Linked DNA regions of Mus musculus: all the other regions are linked to region 4. Evidence: chromatin contacts called from public HiCAR-type and HiChIP or PLAC-seq data. All regions are on one chromosome and are shown on one strand. Each heading gives the region's core, a stretch centred on a gene start, on an enhancer-like site or on the middle of the called end of the contact. The rest is flanking DNA. Distances are from core to core; before and after follow the strand shown. Region 1 holds the start of Isx (intestine specific homeobox). Region 2 holds the start of Mcm5 (minichromosome maintenance complex component 5). Region 3 holds the start of Hmgxb4 (HMG box domain containing 4). Region 4 holds the start of Tmem38a (transmembrane protein 38A).

Evidence for each region. HiCAR-type assays count read pairs that join an accessible place to other places. HiChIP or PLAC-seq counts read pairs in DNA pulled down with a chosen protein or histone mark.
Region 1: a contact with region 4 is called in an H3K4me3 HiChIP or PLAC-seq map of embryonic forebrain, with 6 times the contacts expected there. The contact joins the promoter of Isx here to the promoter of Tmem38a in region 4. A contact is called at or near these places in 2 of 39 promoter capture datasets (embryonic stem cells and hippocampal neurons) and 3 of 115 datasets of contacts at active chromatin or transcription factors (embryonic forebrain, forebrain and stem cell-derived neural progenitor cells).
Region 2: a HiCAR-type map of astrocytes shows a contact between it and region 4, with 9 times the contacts expected there. The contact joins the promoter of Mcm5 here to the promoter of Tmem38a in region 4. A contact is called at or near these places in 1 of 39 promoter capture datasets (embryonic stem cells), 6 of 115 datasets of contacts at active chromatin or transcription factors (astrocytes, embryonic hindbrain, embryonic stem cells and 2 more) and 2 of 9 other capture datasets (adipose tissue and embryonic stem cells).
Region 3: a contact with region 4 is called in an RNA polymerase II HiChIP or PLAC-seq map of embryonic stem cells, with 11 times the contacts expected there. The contact joins the promoter of Hmgxb4 here to the promoter of Tmem38a in region 4. A contact is called at or near these places in 6 of 39 promoter capture datasets (the 3T3-L1 cell line, cranial neural crest, embryonic stem cells and 2 more), 1 of 484 Hi-C or Micro-C datasets (uterus), 15 of 115 datasets of contacts at active chromatin or transcription factors (VIP interneurons, astrocytes, differentiating embryonic stem cells and 7 more) and 1 of 9 other capture datasets (embryonic stem cells).

What each region holds. Positions count from the first base shown.
Region 1 is chr8:74,871,613-74,874,543 of GRCm38.p6, forward strand. It overlaps Isx (intestine specific homeobox), which reads left to right and starts at 1,562. Exons shown (of 4, transcript NM_027837.3): 1 at 1,562-2,245. The coding sequence starts at 2,029.
Region 2 is chr8:75,108,039-75,110,793 of GRCm38.p6, forward strand. Mcm5 (minichromosome maintenance complex component 5) reads left to right here and starts at 1,471. Exons shown (of 17, transcript NM_008566.3): 1 at 1,471-1,583; 2 at 1,662-1,836; 3 at 2,052-2,178; 4 at 2,262-2,390. The coding sequence starts at 1,670.
Region 3 is chr8:74,992,028-74,995,034 of GRCm38.p6, forward strand. It overlaps Hmgxb4 (HMG box domain containing 4), which reads left to right and starts at 1,623. Exons shown (of 11, transcript NM_178017.2): 1 at 1,623-1,722.
Region 4 is chr8:72,570,552-72,573,658 of GRCm38.p6, forward strand. It overlaps Tmem38a (transmembrane protein 38A), which reads left to right and starts at 1,272. Exons shown (of 6, transcript NM_144534.2): 1 at 1,272-1,676. The coding sequence starts at 1,553. Smim7 (small integral membrane protein 7) reads right to left here and starts at 497. Exons shown (of 5, transcript NM_172396.3): 1 at 453-497; 2 at 323-364. The coding sequence starts at 478.

The sequences.
Region 1 (2,931 bases), core at 312-2,811, 2.3 Mb after region 4:
CACACCTCTCCTAGATTTCTTTACTTGACCCAAGTGAAACATTAACCTAAAACCAAGATGAGGAGACAGAAATGAAATGCCAATTAATTTCAAACTCAGAAAGTAAATATATATAAGAACACCAGACTGGTTGCTGTCTTCATGAATTTGTTTCAGGCTTTGAGGAAAGCACCAGGATCTATTCAGAGAGCCAATCATGTGACTCGGCTGCCTGCAGAGCAGGAGTAGACATCCCATAAACCACTTAAGGCTTCTGACTCACTAACACTCTCCACTTTGCTCTCGCCCCTCCCTTGGAGCCTGCAATCAATCAATCAGAAGATGGCGGCTTCACTGTTGGAAAATCCCTGCTTCTTCCAGCTGGCATGAGCCTCTGTAGATCACTGCAGAACCTAATCTCTCCCCACTAAATCAGAGATTCTGGCACTTCCAGAAGATCTGCTCCTGAACAGGACCTCTTCGTCTGTTTCCCCATCTCAGGGAAGTCCTCCGTCTTCTAACTCCTCCCCCTCCAACTCAAAGAAAGGGGAACAACTGTGCCTACCCCACATCCCCCTGTAGAGAGGTCTGCATTCTAACATGAGGTTCACATTCACAGTTGGTTAGGGCATTGGTCATTCTGTGTTGTAACACTCTGAGGCTTCGCAGGACAGTCCTTAAATTCCTCCTGTCACTCCATCCCCTGTACCCCTTTGTTCTGAGCCTCGGTTTCTCCATATGCCCTACACACGCTTTAGAATGCCTTCCCTGCTCTAGCACTGGTAAGCCAAGAAACACATCTGTGAGGGACTACCCCTGGCTGAGCCTCACCCATCACACCCAGGTTCACCCTATAAACCTCTGCAAATCCCACAAATTCTCCTAAGTGTTTTAACACATTTCGCTGCGCCTTGGCCGTTCCTCCCCCACCTTCTGCTCTTCTGTTCCACCTGGCCATTTCTTCAGCACCACGCCTCTGCAAGGCATCCTGTGTCTATCCTCCAATCCTGGCTGTTTCCCTCAGCTCTCCACCCAACACCTGCATCCCATCCCATCTCCTAGGGTGGGGACTTGTTTCCCTTATCAGCCCACCCTCCTCCTTGGTTACACATTTCTCTGAGCAGAATTCCTGGCAAGATAGAGCAGTGACTGTCAGCTCCAAGCCCAGAGTTTACTGGACTGGGAATCTTTGTGGCTGTCTTGAAGACAGTAAAGGGTGATCAAGCAGGAAAAATTAATAAGGAAACCCCAAAAGAAGGAGAAACGAGTGGCTAAAGAATTTACTATGTGACTGGAAGTCAGGGAGAAGAGAACAGAATAAAGCCAACACCAGCCCAGAGAGCACTGGCCTCAGACCACAGGCCTGAGGTAAAAGTGAGCACAGACCCCCGCAGGGAGCCAGCATCGACCTTAGCCTCTACCTGAAGATCTGCAGAGGCACAGGAGCCCTGGAAGTCTCATTCCTGAGACTGGAAGCTGGGTTGAGGAAGTCCAGAAGGGCCTCTGAGAAGACCTTTCAGCCACAAAGAGGCTCAGGGTTCACTTGGCCATCTAGGGCCCATAGGTGGCAGCCTAGCCTCCCAGGGACTGCCTGAAGCCAGCAGGAAGGGGACACAAGTCAGAGAGAGGACAAAGGTGGATGCTGGCTCCAAACCTCATCCCACCAACCCTGCCTGTTTTCTCTTTGTTTTCTGGTACCATTACTCAGTTCGCTCCAGGATCCTTGCCTAGGCTGGTAACTGTGAAAGCCTCCACCACCAAGAAGATCCTCTCTGGAAAATTGAACCTCTATTTGGTGACAACTATAGACCTGTGGATAGAGGACAAGTGCCTACCAGCTCTTCTGCTGGAAGCCACCTCCTAGTCTTAAAGGTGTTCAAGGTCCATGGAAGTCCCTGTGTCCAAGGAATTGTGGCTGAATTACCCAGCATCAGGATTCCCAATCACCACCTCTGTGTCCCCAGAAGCTCCGGGAAGAAAATATACCACCCTCTGCTGGCATCTCCCTGGGCACACACAGAGTGTTCCTCCTAGCAGCAGGGCTAGGCCATGGCAGGCCCTACGATCCACAGGGACATGGAGAAGAGTTCAGGATACTGTGAAGCCCCAGAGAATCTGGGCTTGTCCTTCTCCATTGAGGCAATCCTGAAGAAACCCACAGAAAGAAGAAGTTTGCCCAGACCACAAAGCATTTGTAAAGAGGACTCCAGGCAGACAACTATCCCAGGTTCCAAGCTGGAGAGGCCCCCACAGGATCAGCCCCAAGGTAAGTGATTTCTGGTCATTTTCTTTTGTTCTTGGGGAAGGGGTGGGAGACTCAAATGATCTCTGTCAATAAAATAGGGGGGCTGTGACATCCAAAGGGATAGTAGGTCTTAAACAAGTTGCTTTTTAAGCCTTTCAGTCTAATATACAACTGTGGTATTCAGAGTGCATAAACACATAGGCTCAGGTCATTGTGATGTGCAGGGGCCCAGAGCTTATCCTTGTGACCAGGCCATGGCTGGGAATTATCAGTCACATTCATTCTGCACTGATGAGGTGGTGGGCACTTTCCTTCCATTTGGACAGAGATTGTGATAACTGGACTAATAAGAAAAGAGATGGATAATGTTACCAAGTTATAAAGCTGGAAGTCACAATCTGAACTCAGGGCCTGGAACCCCAAAGCCTTACTTCTAGCACATTCTCCCCATGAGCTGAGCTCAGCCTGCATGGCTTCTAGTAGCTGAAACTTTGTCGGGGTCTGTCCTCACAGAGTCCCCAAACCCAAGTCTGTATTCACCAGAGGGAATGCACCTAAATAAGTAAGCAGATAGTTGTCAGGCTCTCATTCAAGCCAGCATCCACTCAGGGTGGTGGATACCCTAGGTGTAAGAGCTAGGGAGCTGTGTGACTCTAGATGAGTTCCTGTCCTCTCTGATCTCAGCTTTACTCTGTGAAACAGTTCGA
Region 2 (2,755 bases), core at 221-2,720, 2.5 Mb after region 4:
AGTGCTGGGATTAAAGGCGTGCACCACCATGCCCAGGCATAGGACTCTGTCTTTTGACCAGTGAATTTGCTGACTCTGCTTCACTCTGACTTTTGCTAAAATTCTGTTCAGTGCCTAAGTCCAGCATTCCATCTGTACCTGAGGGGAAGCCCCAGCCAACAATGCGGAATTACATCCCTGCTATTGGTGACAACTGTTAAGAACAGCCTCGATTTTGGTCAAGAAGCAAATAAAGCAATCTAAAATAAAATGTGTTAAACCTGTCTTGGCACACAGGGATTACCATGAAATGCTGAGAAAACCAAGTCTTAGATTCACCTGGTATTTTTTTTTAATTGCAAAAATGCTCAAACTTTATTCTCTGTAAATATATGTTTGAATGGTTGCTGCAGCAATAGGTTTCCACTTGTTCGTGTGGATGGGAGGAACTCAAAGGAAAATCTACACTAAGGTTGCTATGCTAAATCTGCCTCCCCCCCCCCCCAAGATTTCCATTTGGAATTTGGCCATGAATTTTGCATGGTTTAAGCATTGCCAAGGAATTAAAAAAGTTCTACAGTCATCATAATTATTCGTCTGAATCTGAATGAAAGAAAACATCCCTGGCTTCCTGGGCTTTGGTACTATCTGAGTAGGGGAAGGTGAGCCACCTGGTCCCAAAGCTGCGGAGACAGCACTCTGGCACCTCCTGCCGGGCTGGAGCAAGAGTACACCTCAGGCATACTGCTTTCTCACAGCAGCTCTGAAAGGGGTGGTTTTCTCATATACTTATTTTAAAGGCAGGGTTTCTTCAGCCTCCCTAGTGCTAGCAGATATGGGGGAGGGCTGATAAGTCTACTTTTTATTTATGTGTCTGTATCCAATTGCTCAGTCATTGCTCCAGTCCGTTTCCTTTTACTTAAAAAAAAAGTGTACTTATGTACAGATACATATATCTTTCTCTCTCTACATCTAACATGTACGTGGCCCATAGAGGCCAGGAGAGGACATTGGGTTCTCTGGAGCAGGAGTCACAGGCAGTTCTGAGCCCCTGACTAGGGTACTGAGAACAGAGACTGGGTCTTCTAAAAGTACAGCAAACGCTATTGACCACCGATCCATCTCTCAAGTCCCACCTTTTTACTTGGGAAAGGGGCTCCCTAAGTCACCCAGGCTGGCCTTGAACTTGCGATCCTCCTGCTTAGACTTTACGAGGAGCGGGGCTGACAGACCTGCGCCACTGGGCTAGGTTTTCTCCGAAGGCCTAAGGTTTAAACGCTCACAAAGCTCCCGAGCCTCTCCGCCATCTTTGCTCGGTTAGCTGCTAGCGCCAAGAACTTTCGCGCCAAAACGTCCAGCCTCACAAAATGGAGACCGGAAAGAGTTGACTCGTGACGTCACCAAGACGCCACAGCCAATCATCTTGGGAACCAGGCCTTGGAGGCGGGACTCAACCGGCGCAGAGCAGTCCAATAGCTATCCGCGGCGCTGAACGAACCAATAGGAGCGCAGAGACCGCGGTGGACAAACGCGGAGGCTGGTTTTTCCCGCGAAAGTCGGCTTCCTCTAGGAGGGCTGAGGTTCGTGTGGCGCGCCGCTGTGAGGTGAGGGAATTGCGGGACCCCGTCTAGGGAAGCTCCCGCCGCCCCGGGGTGCTCAGCTCTCTGTCTCCCTTGACCCAGGTACAGTCATGTCGGGCTTCGACGACCCGGGCATTTTCTACAGCGACAGCTTCGGTGGCGACCCCGGTGCGGAAGAGGGCCAGGCCCGCAAGTCGCAACTGCAGAGGCGATTCAAGGAGTTCCTGAGACAGTACCGAGTGGGCACCGATCGCACGGGCTTCACCTTCAAGTACAGGTGCGACAGTGTCCGTGAACCATTCTTACGGGGGACGCCTTTTCTTGACAGTCCCTCTTCAGGCCTAAATTTAGGATAGAGTGGTCTACAATTAGGTGTCTTTTGAGAGAGGTGGGGGCATTGGTGCCTGTGAGGACCGGGGTGCACAGGCACTGCTGCTGACGGTCCCTCAATGCACCCTTCCTGTCCCTCTGCCCCTTTGTTGACCACTAAAGAGATGAACTCAAGCGGCATTACAACCTGGGTGAATACTGGATCGAGGTGGAGATGGAGGACCTGGCCAGTTTTGACGAGGAACTGGCTGACCACTTGCATAAACAGCCGGCCGAGCACTTACAGCTGGTGAGTAGCACCCATTTCAGAGCCTCCTAAACCCGGGCCCTGCCCCATCATCACCAGCAGCTTATGCCTTTCCTCTTCTTCAGCTTGAGGAAGCTGCCAAGGAGGTGGCAGATGAGGTGACCCGGCCCCGGCCAGCTGGAGATGAGCTGCTCCAAGACATCCAGGTCATGCTCAAGTCAGATGCCAGCCCGTCGAGCATTCGGATTCTGAAGGTAGGAGTTTATTGAATGGCTAGTCAGGGTGGCATGGCCGCTGTGTGGTGCAGAAGGCGTCTGAGACAGGTAGCTTGGAGCACCAGATGTGTGACCCTGACCAAGACATTTGACTTAACTTAGTCTTTATCCTGTGTAAAATTACCTCAATGGGGTTGATGTCTTAAAGGGAAGGCAGAGTTGAGTCTTGCAGAACAACAGTGAGTTCCTATCCATCAGGGAGACTAAAAAAATAGTAAATGCCATCCATAACTGGGAGGCAGAAGTAGAAGCCTGGTGTACATGAGACCCTGTCTCGAAAAGAAAAGAACGTGGGGACAATGTGGCTATTGCTGAGAGGGTAGAGAGTTGAGGAAGAATACTTT
Region 3 (3,007 bases), core at 373-2,872, 2.4 Mb after region 4:
GTGGTCAAGAACAGGCTGAGGAGCTGAAGAGATGGCTGCAGGTTAAGAGAATACTACTCTTCCAAAGGACCTGAGTTCAGTTCCCAGCATTCACACTGTACAGTTCATGACTGTCTATAGTCCATCTCCAGGAAATCTGGTGTATTCCTTTGGCTTCTATGAGCATGTGCACACACACCAACAGTTAAAGAAATAGAGGCCATGAATTTGAGAGAAATAAATGGAAAGGGTTGAAAAGAGGGAACATGATCTAATTATATTTATATATAAGAATTAATAGTAGTGCATGATTTTAATCTCAGTGTTCAGGAGGCAGAAGCAGGAGGATTTCTGTGAATTTCAGGCAAGCCTTGTCTACATAATGAGTTCCAGGACAGCCAGGGCTGCTTCCTCCACCCATCCCTCCCGCCAAAACTGCCTACCTCCTGTGACTTTGACAAAGCAAAACAGAAGAGAAATTCCTCCCTAGAGCAGATGAAGGCTGGGTCTTTTCAGTGAGGAGGGCACCAGCTTCTGGTTGCCCTGATGGAGTGAGCACTGTTCACACAGAAGGCTATTATATACTTACACTATGCTACAAAAACAGAGTCTTTATATTAAACCAGGCTCTGGAAATTGTAAATGCTATTGATTTATTGAGTTCTCCTCAATAAATCAGAAGAAACTGTTTTCTCCTGTTTCTTAGAGAAAGAGTAACTTATTTATTTCCATTTTGTGTGTTTTTAGGGGACATTCCTGTGGCAGTCAAACTTGCATGAATCAGTTCTCTCTTTCCACCATGTAAATTTCCGGTGTCAAACACATACCCAGAGATTTGGTGTAAAATATTTTAACCCACTGAACCAATTCACCAGTCCTCTTAACACTTAAACAAAAATTGGTGTGAGCGGTGTAATAATTTGGTGAGAAAACAGCTTGTCTTACAAGTGTATGGTCTTCCACTTCACCTGGGCTACTCTCCAGATGTAAATGCTAAATTACAAATAAATACGGCTATTAACCCTTATCGCTCTGAGTCCGGCAAAGAACAGATTGTCTTGAAATAAACAGCATAACATTCTGTCTTAAATACAAAAGATTTAGGGGTAAAAGGAGAACAAGAAGGGCTACTATTAGGTGACCAGAAAGGACCGAGATTGCGGAGAAGGACCCATGAGTTCCTAAAAGAGAATACAAAGCTAATTGTCTAATTTTAAGTCTGTCATGAAATTTTCGAGGTTTGTATAAGCACGTGGTAGATAAGTACATAAAATTGTAACTGACAGTGAACGTATAAAATCCAAAGCCAAGCTCCATTGCTTCAGAACGACTGTTCTAATTGCATAGAAGTTTACGGAGCTGTAAAGACTTTGGGTTGGGGCAGGTGTTTGGCTACATTAATCTAATTGCCTGATATTTTTTATTCGCAATTTCTTTACAGAAAGATATTTTTATTGAAGAATAAACAGGAGACTTTTGAAATTATTTGTTTAGACCGAGAAGAGATTTCTAGACTAAACCTGCAACGGAGGAGTGTATTCTCAAACGGTACCGCGACCGCGCTCAACAAGCAGGTTTATTCGATGCGCTCGACGCTCTTTCGCCGGCGCGGTAGCCCCGCTGCAGTAGGAGTCTGCGCTCTGGGCTCGACTGAGGCGCCCTTGTTGCTCGCGCTTTTCTCTCCTTCTCCAAGATGGCGGCCGTCGGCGGCGCTGAGGCGGGATCCGAGCGAGCCGAGTGAAGGTAGCGGCGAGCGGAGCCCCCACCAGACCCGTCCGGACCCCCACCCCGGGGCGGCAACGGCCCCGCCCGGCCTCCGCCCACCGCTCCGGCCCCCCGACACCGTCCGGGAGGCGCTTCAGGCCCGCCGCGGCCTAGCTCGGGGGCCAAGCCGGGAACTGGAGTAGCGGCTGCAGCCGCCCCGGGGAAGGGGCTCGAGCGGGCCGCAGGAGGAAGGCGGCGGGAGCTGTTCAAACGGGGAAGGCGGGAAAGCTGCGGGGCCGGGAGGGGGCGTGCGGCCGCCCCAGGGACCCGCGGCCCGCGCCGCCCCTCCCCCTGCGCCGCTGTCTGGGCGCTCCGGGGCGCCGGAGGCCGACGGGACGTGGGAACACGGGTCGGGCGGAGCGCGGCATGGGAGCCGGGGCGCGGGCTACCTGGGGCTGTCAGGAAGAGAGGTCCCGGGCCGGCGGGCGGGAGGGCTGGGCGCGCGGTGAGCGGCGAGCGGGAGAGGATGCCCGGAGCTTCCTGCGCTGCGCAGAGCTTTGTTGAACTAGCGGTTGCAGCAGACCTGCCGAGGTTATCACAGCGGGGACCCCGGGAACGGTGGTCTTGGGGACTGTATGGATAAACGATCTCGTATTGTGTGTGTTCTTTGCGTGCGACTCAGTTTGAACATGCCTTCTTAATTGGAGTCATCTCCATACAGGCCCATTTCCCCCTCCACAACCACTACTTGTAGGTTCACTTTAGTTTATATCATATAGCAGACAAGATATGTCTACCACCCACCCACCCCACCCTTGTTTCCAGTACTGGCTGATTCTATACCCTCGTAGCAAAATACATTTTTAAAAACTGCATCCAAAGTAAAGCCTGTTGATTATGGCTTGTCAAAATTTGGATCGCTGAACTCGTGGAACCGAGTATGTTATCAGCCAATCTGTGCAGTGGTCGTGGTTCCAGTTAGCATTGCAGTGAGAAGATTCAGTGCGCCTTTCTGGCTATGGAGATCTCTGCAAGTTGCGAAGCTGGCAGGGGCTGGAGTGCTGCATAGGTGGGTCCTTGGAAAAGGGTGTGGCAAGAACTCCAACAGATCCAAGAAGGAAGGAAACCCACTGAAGTAAGAATTCACCTGTGCTATCCTAGAAGTAGCAACAAAATATCAGAATCTGCCAACAGCTGGATGTGTTTCTTCCTTTGACTGCATGGACTGGCAATCTAAGTTCCTAAAAACAGCCTTGGAGGAAACTCCCGTCTGGAGGAGACAGACCTTCCTTGCCCAGTTTACTGGGTGGATTTTCTTTCTTTT
Region 4 (3,107 bases), core at 22-2,521:
GCAGTTGTGTGGAGATCAAAAGGACAATCAACAGGATTTCTACCATGGGGGATCCGGGAATCGGACTCAAGTAGTCAGGCTTGGCAGCAAGCGCCTCTGCCCGCTGAGCCGTTCCCTGGTCTAGAGAGTACAGATTTAAAGATCCTGGAGTGATACAGAACTGTCAGAGCCTGGTGAAGCAGCGCGGAGGCGTGGCTAGAGGTAGGATTAGTGGGGCGTGGAGCATGCACAGGGCGGGACTGGCGGTGACCAAGGGTGTGGGCGGGGACTGGCTGTGGGAGGGCCTGGCTGTCTGGGACACCGCCTGTCGCGGCCTACTCACAGTTTAAAGTTGAGCACAGCCCCGGCGTTCATCAGTAGCGTCCTGCGGAGGGACAGTAACGGTCAGTAAGGGTCACCCCCACCCCTCTGACTGCCACTCTCCGACCTCTAACACCCCTCATTCATATTACCCGAACAGCAGTATGTCTCCGATCATCCTTACACCCAAGGCGTCCGTCAAACCGGAAACGGAAGCCGTGATGAGGGGCGGAAAGTGGAACGAGAACTGACCAATTCTGAATCAGCATTGGTTGGGTTCGACTGAGGATGTAGCATGATGTCACCTACAGGGCGGAGCTTGGGGTGCGCGCGCGCATGCTCAGTGTTACGTGCCACAGCTGGTCCCTGCTGTTGATGCCGCTCGGGGGTTGGTTGGGCTATGGATTCCGGGCTACAGAAATTGCGCCCTTGACCCTTGAGCCGCCCGTGAACGGCTTGGATATGGATATGGGCGCGGCAGATGCCTGAACTCCAAAAGGACTCCACTTGGGTCCCCACGGAGAACTGCGATCCCGGCTCAGAGTGCATAGAGTCAGGATGACCTCCTGCCTGAGTTGTACCTCCCACGGACCTCCCAGGTCTGACTCGAGTAACCCCACGGAGAATGAGAGTCCTGACCGGACAGACTTACAGAACATAAGGCCTGGATTAAGGTCTACAGAGGATGGATCTTAACTTGTGGGGCCTCCTGAAGCGGGAGGGTCCTAACTTAGTGGATCCAGTCTGGGCTGGGGTCCACAAAGAGGAGGGTTCTGACTTGTGGAGCCTTTTAGAGAGACAAAACCAAACAGAACGTGAGGGTTTGGTTGAGGTCCCCTTGTGGGAGGCGGGGTTCTGACTTTGGATCCTCAGGAATGAAACATGATATTCTTGGCTGAGATCTTCCGAGGGCGCGGGTTTTGAGGGAAATAGGGGTCCTGAATTGGTTAGTCCCATGGAAAAGGGACAGGATTCTAACTACGCAGATGTTTAAGGACAAGATTCCCTCTTGTGTGTGCTGGATGCAGGGGACAGATCGCCTTTTTGGCTCTGTTGAACGAGTTCTGACGTCCCTACGGCCCCGCATTTTGGGCTCCCGGCTGCTAGGAGTCCCCCACCACCCCTCCTCTCCCGAGGGGTGGGGGCAGGCGGGGGGCGGTGCCTGGCAGTGGGGCGGGCTCAGTGGCGAGGGAGCATTCGTCGGGCAGCGGGGCGCGGGACGCACGGGGCCGGGGAGGCGCCCTCCATCGCCATGGACCTGATGTCAGCGCTGAGCCTGGGCGAGCTAGCGCTCAGCTTCTCGCGGGTGCCGCTCTTCCCTGTTTTCGACCTCAGCTACTTCATCGTCTCCATCATCTACCTGAAGTATGAGCCAGGTGAGTCGAGGATTGTAGGAGTTACCAGGAGGGAGGTTGCCCCTAGCTTGATGATGGAGACGAAAGGAGGAGACAGGCTAGATCCTGGAGCTGGATGGGGGAGGAGGCAGAGGCTGAGATCGTGGAGTGCTCCCACGCTCGCGCAGGTGGAGGAGCGAACCCTGGGGACAGAGGCGCTGTGGAAAGGAGGCTGCAAATGAGGTGGGAGGGAAGAAAAGGAGCGCTCTTGTTTACGGTTAGGAGGACAGGTGCTGCGGGGTTGGGGTTGAGGGCGGGGGCAACGAAAAGGCCAGAGTCAGGTTAGAGCAAGGATTCCTGAACTTAATCTTGGGCAAGGGGGATTGATGGTGGCGAAGGTTCCAAATCAAGGATCGGACCTGCCTGGGCGAGGGTCAGATGTTCTGGACGTCAGCTGCCATGACCTCCCTTAACGCCCTTGAATTGACTGCCTGGTGACTATATAAGGACTGGCCATGCTGGGTGCTGCGATCAGGTTCGGGGGAAAGTGACACCCATGTCCCCTCTGTACTGCATCTTTTGGCATCTTCTTCCCTCCCTTCTCACATGCCAGCTGGGCCAGCTCGGGCCTGGGATCCTTCCCACTTATGGAGCCTAAACCGTTCCAGGACAGGGCAACTTTGGGTCAGCTTCCTTTCAAGAGTCAGAGGAGGATAGACCCTACTTCTTTGATTAAAAAAAAAAAAAGTTAATTACTTTTACTTATCTCTGTGTTGTGGGTATGTGTGGAGGTCAGAGGACAGTTTACGGGGGTCACTGGTCAAACTCTGGTGGTCAAATTCATAGACAAGCTCCTTTACCAGCAGAGTCATCTTGCTGCTACCGCACCCCTCCTCCAAATCTGCTTTAATGAGGACAAATGTAGCTCGCCTCTAACCCCAGAACGTAGAACGTAGAGAAAGGAGGAAAGCAAGTTAATTCCAGGACAGCCAGGGCTATTGATGAGTTCTTGTCCAGTGTGACTACAGACCATCTCAAAAACAAACATAAATAAGTGACTACATAAATGAATAAATAAATAAATAAATGCCTCCCTGGAGCGTTCTATTTTTATTACAAGTTCAGTGTAAGCAAATGTGTCGTGTTTGTCTTCTGTAGTTTTAGTTATTCTACTGAACCTTCAAATTTGAAGGACAGGGTAATTTCCTTCCAGGGAAGTTAAGACCCTTCTGTGGGTGGGTATGTAAATTAATTACTTTTGGGGTGACAAAACCAGACTCCTATGTTTGCTTAGGGATGGGGTGGTGCTTCAAGATGGCCCACAGGTGGAAGGAAAAAAAAATCAAGTTTAAAAACAGTGTTCTGATAACCCCAAAAGGGCCCATCTCCAGAGCTTTCTCAGATGAAATTGTACACGTGTCCTTACAAGCATAAATACATGCTCTTATGCAAACGGGATTAGCGAGACTGTCG